Linked DNA regions of Bombyx mori: region 2 is linked to region 1. A link is a contact called in public Hi-C data. All regions are on one chromosome and are shown on one strand. The core of a region is the stretch at or near the end of the contact, and the rest is flanking DNA. Distances in the headings are between cores, read along the strand shown.

The links. Hi-C and Micro-C count contacts between places; a contact is called where the count stands out from the background.
Region 2: a contact with region 1 is called in a Hi-C map of whole pupa, with 1.8 times the contacts expected there. The contact joins the enhancer-like site here to the promoter of LOC101736209 in region 1. A contact is called at or near these places in 2 of 7 Hi-C or Micro-C datasets (middle silk gland and whole pupa).

What each region holds. Positions count from the first base shown.
Region 1 is chr17:12,052,078-12,055,161 of ASM3026992v2, reverse strand. LOC101736209 (caskin-2) reads right to left here and starts at 1,593. Exons shown (of 10, transcript XM_012695782.4): 1 at 1,326-1,593.
Region 2 is chr17:12,125,811-12,128,894 of ASM3026992v2, reverse strand. The region is part of intron 1 of LOC101736209 (caskin-2); the gene reads right to left. It overlaps LOC134200392 (a long non-coding RNA gene), which reads left to right. Exons shown (of 2, transcript XR_009975287.1): 2 at 1,678-1,854. Among protein-coding and RNA genes, the nearest start is that of LOC134200392, 5.5 kb to the left of the region's middle. Within about 2 kb of position 1,499, at least 1 of the 8 cell types and tissues checked has open chromatin away from gene starts, as enhancers often do.

The DNA.
Region 1 (3,084 bases), core at 344-2,843:
CTCGATGGTCTCAAGCACTCTATTTAAAATATCGTTCGTTACAAGACTAGTCCGATTAACATACAAATCACGTACAGAACAACGATCAGCGGTAAAGTTTATCGCTAAAGTTTTACATTTAATTATGCGTCCTGTCTAGATCTGAGACGAAACGGCGCACGCAACCTTTTGTCTAGGCCCAGCGGAGTGTCGGTATCGCAATCGAACGACCTAACAGCCGGCGGCTCATCAAACATTGTCGGATTACGTTTATGGACCATTTGTATGGGATCTGCTACGGTTAATGATTTTTCGGGCGCTCCTCTTCTTGGGCAATGCTATTCTGAGATAGTTACTTAATAACTTTTTACTGGGGTGCCGTGTCTTTTGTTAGTTCGTGTCGCTTGCTAGTCACGACTTTTTTCGAACCGACTGCCACCGACTGTGATGTAACAAGTCAAATTAAAAAGTCCAGTAGGAATTCGTTGGAACGTGTTGGCGGTTTCAACTTTTTTTGAACTCTCAAGCTCTTAAAAGAAACTGAAGTGAGTTAAGAAATTAATGTCGGAAACAACAAGCAAGCTTCCAAAAATTTTTACGTTCCAAACATGCAGTATTATCATTTGCGGTTTTTCTCGAGTCCATACTTCACGTGTTCCCTTTTTCTTATCTTTGGCCACCTCTTGATGACATTTTGTTATCTTGTGTTAGTAGGTTACAATCATGCAGAAAAGCTTCTTATGTTTGAATTCTCACCGTTTATTTTCCTCATGCCGGCCCTAGACCTTCACGGCACGGACGAAATCCTGTCTCCAAAGTCAGCAACAACAAAACACACTCGTGAACTTGCACTTTTCATTTATGACACAAGGAACACTTATCGAACTTTTTACGATAGCATAATAATGCAACCTTCATAGATACAAACGTGTAGCACTGCTCTGTTTAGTTGATAAGAAAGAAAACATGAAATGTTTTATCACGAAACGATCTACACCCACGCAAACAAGTTGCGACGCGCGTCAACGCCGCGTGACTGCAGGCGTGTCGGCGTCTGACACTTTGGCGCTGACTGTGGCATAGCTCTGAACTAATAAAAGATTTAAGTGTCAACCGGTAGATGTCACTGTTTTAAATAAATTGAATGTTTACTACACAGGGCCAATAAAACCTAATTAGCAATTGGTACAAATGTAAACACAAATTGTAAACATGGGTACATAAATTGAACGAAACTTAAAGTAATAGTTTAGCTTTTTGTCAACAGCGACTTTTAAACCTTTACGAAAATATATTATCACACAAATACATTTATAATAGTTTAAAAGATATTAATTATAACTTACCTTGTATTTTAAATCAGTATAGGGGCTCGAAGTACTCCTAGTTAAAGAAATCACATCACAAGAATTGCATTTGTTTCGCAAAATATAAGAAAAGGGCTGTATATAGTTCGCTTTACACATAAATATGAAACGAAATATGAAGAAACACCGGGCGTCAGCCACTAATTTCATTGAAATAACGTGATTTCCATGAACAACTCTGACGTATTAGGGGATTTCCGTAAAGCACAGTAATAAAAAGTACGGTCTAAGCACGGACTACGGCGAAAAACACCGATAACACTATCCATCCATCACCCTGTATGCCCAGCTACGTGAAGTTAGCAGTGAGTCTGTACGTCAAAATATACCATAAATAACGCGGTACGTATTCAAGGGTGCGCCACCCTAGTCGTAGTCACTTACACCCTGCTGGTGTCGCCCAATAGGTACGCAGCCATTATAAACAAAACCATTAAAGTTGTTGAGTACACGTTTCACGCTATTTCTTGTTGTCTGGCGTTACTGAAATAGCTATCAAAGCTGACGATCAGTTTTGATAGCTATTTTGATCCTTCACGGTGCTTTCACACTGGCTCTTTATAAAAAAATAACAAGATTATCAGTAAAATTTTGTATTTTAAATTCAATTTTTCAATCTACGCATAAACATGTACATGCGTTTCTTTTTATCCGTACTTACCTATATAATTAACCCAAAAGTTCTAGTCATCGCTTAGATTATATATATTTAAGATTAAATTGTTAAATGCGCATTTATTTATATATGTGAAATATAAATTAATATCAAAACGTTACAATTTTAGCTTTTACAATTTAATGTACCTATTCATTCGTCATCGCTTTCGGTAAATGCGCTGAAAGGGAAAATCGACAAAAGAATCCTTTTTAGGAACGGGATAAGATGCGACGTGAAGAAAAAGACAGCGACAATTTTTCCGCTTCATATCTTTTTGTACATTTCATTACTTCCGCAATGTGTGGACGTAGCTGTCGGGTAACATCGGCAGAGTTCGGAAGACGTCGGGTTCCGTCGAGAATTTACGGGTAACTAATCGATACACAACGGACACGTAGGACTACGGCGTAGCTACTACGGACGTACTACAAGATTACACCTCTAGTGGCGACCATTGACCAAAGTAGTGCAATGCATTCATCCCATTTCAAGTCCCTGAAATTAGAAATGATTCAGATCATATTAAGTTCTCAAAATAAATAAGAATTCATTTAGAAATTACAAGTTACAAGAATACATTTACAGGTTTTAATTCTCACATAAAACAATTCGCTTGAAATAAGCATTAACTAGTACATACGTGTAAGATTTTTTTAAAGAAAACGTATTTATTTGAACATCAGCAGCTTCATTCATAATTAGATATCCAAACAACTAATGCCATCTAGTGAATCGTTTTGACTTTTTAGTTAATCACGCATGCTTATTTTGAATTTGTCATTTTTTTAATAAGTTTGACCAGTTTGTTATCAAAACGTAGGTACGAGGTAGGTACCAACAAAGCAATGAAATTTATTTCTTTTTGTTTATTTTCGACTTCGATTATTATTTCGACAGGCTATTTAAGAAAAGTAGCCTATACATTCAGATTTTATTTTTAATTGCTTTCCTTTAGTTGCGTAGCATGCAACTATCCATAGCTTTTCAGTTAAAACTTAAAAGTTGTATTCTATTCATCACATAATTATTATGTTCGTATGCTTCATAATAATATAGCATTCACGTTTGTGATGTCCATGG
Region 2 (3,084 bases), core at 250-2,749, 74 kb before region 1:
AAATTGCACTAACCCTAGCAAGAACAGTGCTTCGCAGAATCTACCACCGGATCGGAATCGCGACCCACTGAGAAGATCCGGCGAGAAACTCAGTGGGCTGTGTCTGTGCGAGAATGCCGCCACCAAAATAAAAATAGTACCAAAAGTTTAACTACACATCAATTTGCAATTTGCACAGAACTCTCTGTCATACAGAAAAATTGCAGAAACACCATCCAAAATAATTTATTTCCAGCAAGATACACCATTCTTAGTGCGTTAAGTCTTTGTTTTCACAAGTACCATACAATTCTTGAAAGAAATCGTGAAATCCAATCAATCGATCTTACAAAGTGAAACTCAAAAAAAGTTTACAAATTACGTTATTGTAAATAACGGATATAGTACTTCTAACATTGACGTCGTTTTTTTTTTATTGCTTAGATGGGTGGACGAGCTCACAGCCCACCTGGTGTTAAGTGGTTACTGGAGCCCATAGACATCTACGACGTAAATGCGCCACCCACCTTGAGATATAAGTTCCAAGGTCTCAAGTATAGTTACAACGGCTGGCCCACCCTTCAAACCGAAACGCATTACTGCTTCATGACAAAAATAGGCGGGGCGGTGGTACCCACCCGCGCGGACTCACAAGAGGTCCTCCTACCACCAGTTAAAAATTTTAGTTGGTTTTGGTGTTGGTGTAATTTTGTGTGTGGTACAAAAATTAAATTCGAACAGACAAGAAAACAAGTTTAACTTGGTAAGTAATAATTTTTAATAGGACACTTATCGCTACTCGCTTGAACCAAGACTACAAGCCAACTACACATCTGCAAATTGCTTATTTGCACAGCGGCTTCGATAATACGAGATGATTTAGTACAGTTAGCGTTATTCAATTTATTGTCAGGCTAATAATTGATACTACAGTTTATAATTCATTTATCTATTATATATTAATTCACGTATTAAACAAGCAAAAAACTTTGTATCCCTTTTTACGAAAATTGCGCGGACGGAGGAGTATGAAATTTTCCACACTTATAGAAAATATAGAGAAGAAGTGCACAATACTAATAATTTTTTAAAATAATGCATGAAAGAAACATTAAATCAATAAAGAAAATATTACACACACTACATACCATGTATTTGACGCACACACGCATGCATACTATTTATTGTCAGACTTGTTCTTGATATCTGTTGTCAAATTGAGAATAGATTAAATATTTTTTGTCTTTGATAATATTTTTTATACTGTAGTCTGGCGAAATTTGTGGTTATAGAAGTATAAAATACAATCATAATAGTGTACAAACTTACAATTCCAATTAATTATAGTCGAATTTCGACTACTGCGGAACCTCTAGTTTCATATAATTAGGGAATTAAATTAGGCTCCCGTGTTTCAATCTTATCTTCGTTGGTTTTTGTTTGTGCTAATAGTTGATTGAAGTCCATTTAAATAACAACGCGAACGACTTTGAGATTTATCTCAATTGTTTTGGAACAGCATGTGACCTTACGAATTGTACGCAATTATCACTATGGATACTTCGTTTTATCTCTTAAACTACGCATGCTTCTTGTTTTTGAGATCATTTAGATTTTAAATTAAAATACACTTATATAACTTGAAAATTAATTAAACAGCTAACAGTTAATTAAATTTTTTTTCTCCTCTTATTCCAGATCAAGATATCAGAACGAAGTTATAAAATTATTGTATTGGCATCGGTCCTTGAAGTGTCTGCAAATTTTCAAGTAAATTAAACTTCTTGAAGTCTGTGAAAATGACGTTCAAAACTTGAGTTACATACATACAAAATAGGTACTCAATCAATAAACGCATGTTAAACTGATAAGACACGTCTTCGTTTTAATTCATAGTTTTCACGTAATCAACTAATCAACACTATCCATACTTAATATTATAAAGAGGAAAGATTTGTTTGTTTGTTTGTATTGAATAGGCTCCGAAACTACTGAACCGATTTGAACAATTCTTTGACTGTTTGGAAGCTACATTATTCCTGAGTGACATAGACTTTTTTTTTTATTTTATTTTTTTTATTGCTTAGCTGTGTGGACGAGCTCACAGCCCACCTGATGTTAAGTGGTTACTGGAGCCCATAGACATCTACAACGTAAATGCGCCACACACCTTGAGATATAGTTCTAAGGTCTCAGTATAGTCACAACGGCTGCCCCACCCTTCAAACCGAAACGCATTACTGCTTCACGGCAGAAATAGGCGGGGCGGTGGTACCTACCCGTTCGGACTCACAAGAGGTCCTAAGGTAATTAAGACTATAATCTTTTTAAAAAAAATATTAGTATCCCTATTTAGAAAACGTGTCGCGACAGCATATGTGTAACTACATATTATAGTTATTCCGCAATAAGTGTTATTTTATTTAAAAAAATAAAACAACGTCAAATATCGTTGAAAAATTTGTTAAAGACCCAAGCGGAGCCGGAGCGGGCCGCTTGTAAGATATACAATAATAATTTAATGTAATCAAGGGTTATTACTGAGTGTGCACTTGTTGTACACTATTGATCATATTCAAGAACGATTTATTTTATATTTATTTTTTAAAAAGACAAGATGTCGGCCGGACTCCATTAATTCCGCTTAGGTATGGGTATATAAAGTAATATCTTCAGTGTTCAAACCATCGATCATGTATACTTTCGCTGTCTGAGCGTGCCGTTAAAAAAAATATATATGCAAATAAGGAGCCCGCACGAGTGATAAGTGTAATTTAATTCGATAGCCATAACGCAACTGAGTAATTTATAGTTATATTTAGATTAATTGAGATAATTGATTAAAAAAACGGAAACTTAGAACTTGTGTTTTTTTTACTGGTGGTAGGACGTCTTGTGAGTCCGCACGGGTAGGTACCACCACCCTGCCTATTTCTGGCGTGAAGCAGTAATGCGTTTCGATTTGAAGGGTGGGGTTGCCGTTGTAACTATACTTGAGACCTTAGAACCTATATCTCAAGGTGGGTGGCGCATTTACGTTGTAGATGTCTATGGGCTCGAATCTATACCTTATACATCATTGCAGACTTTTTTTTTCAATAAACC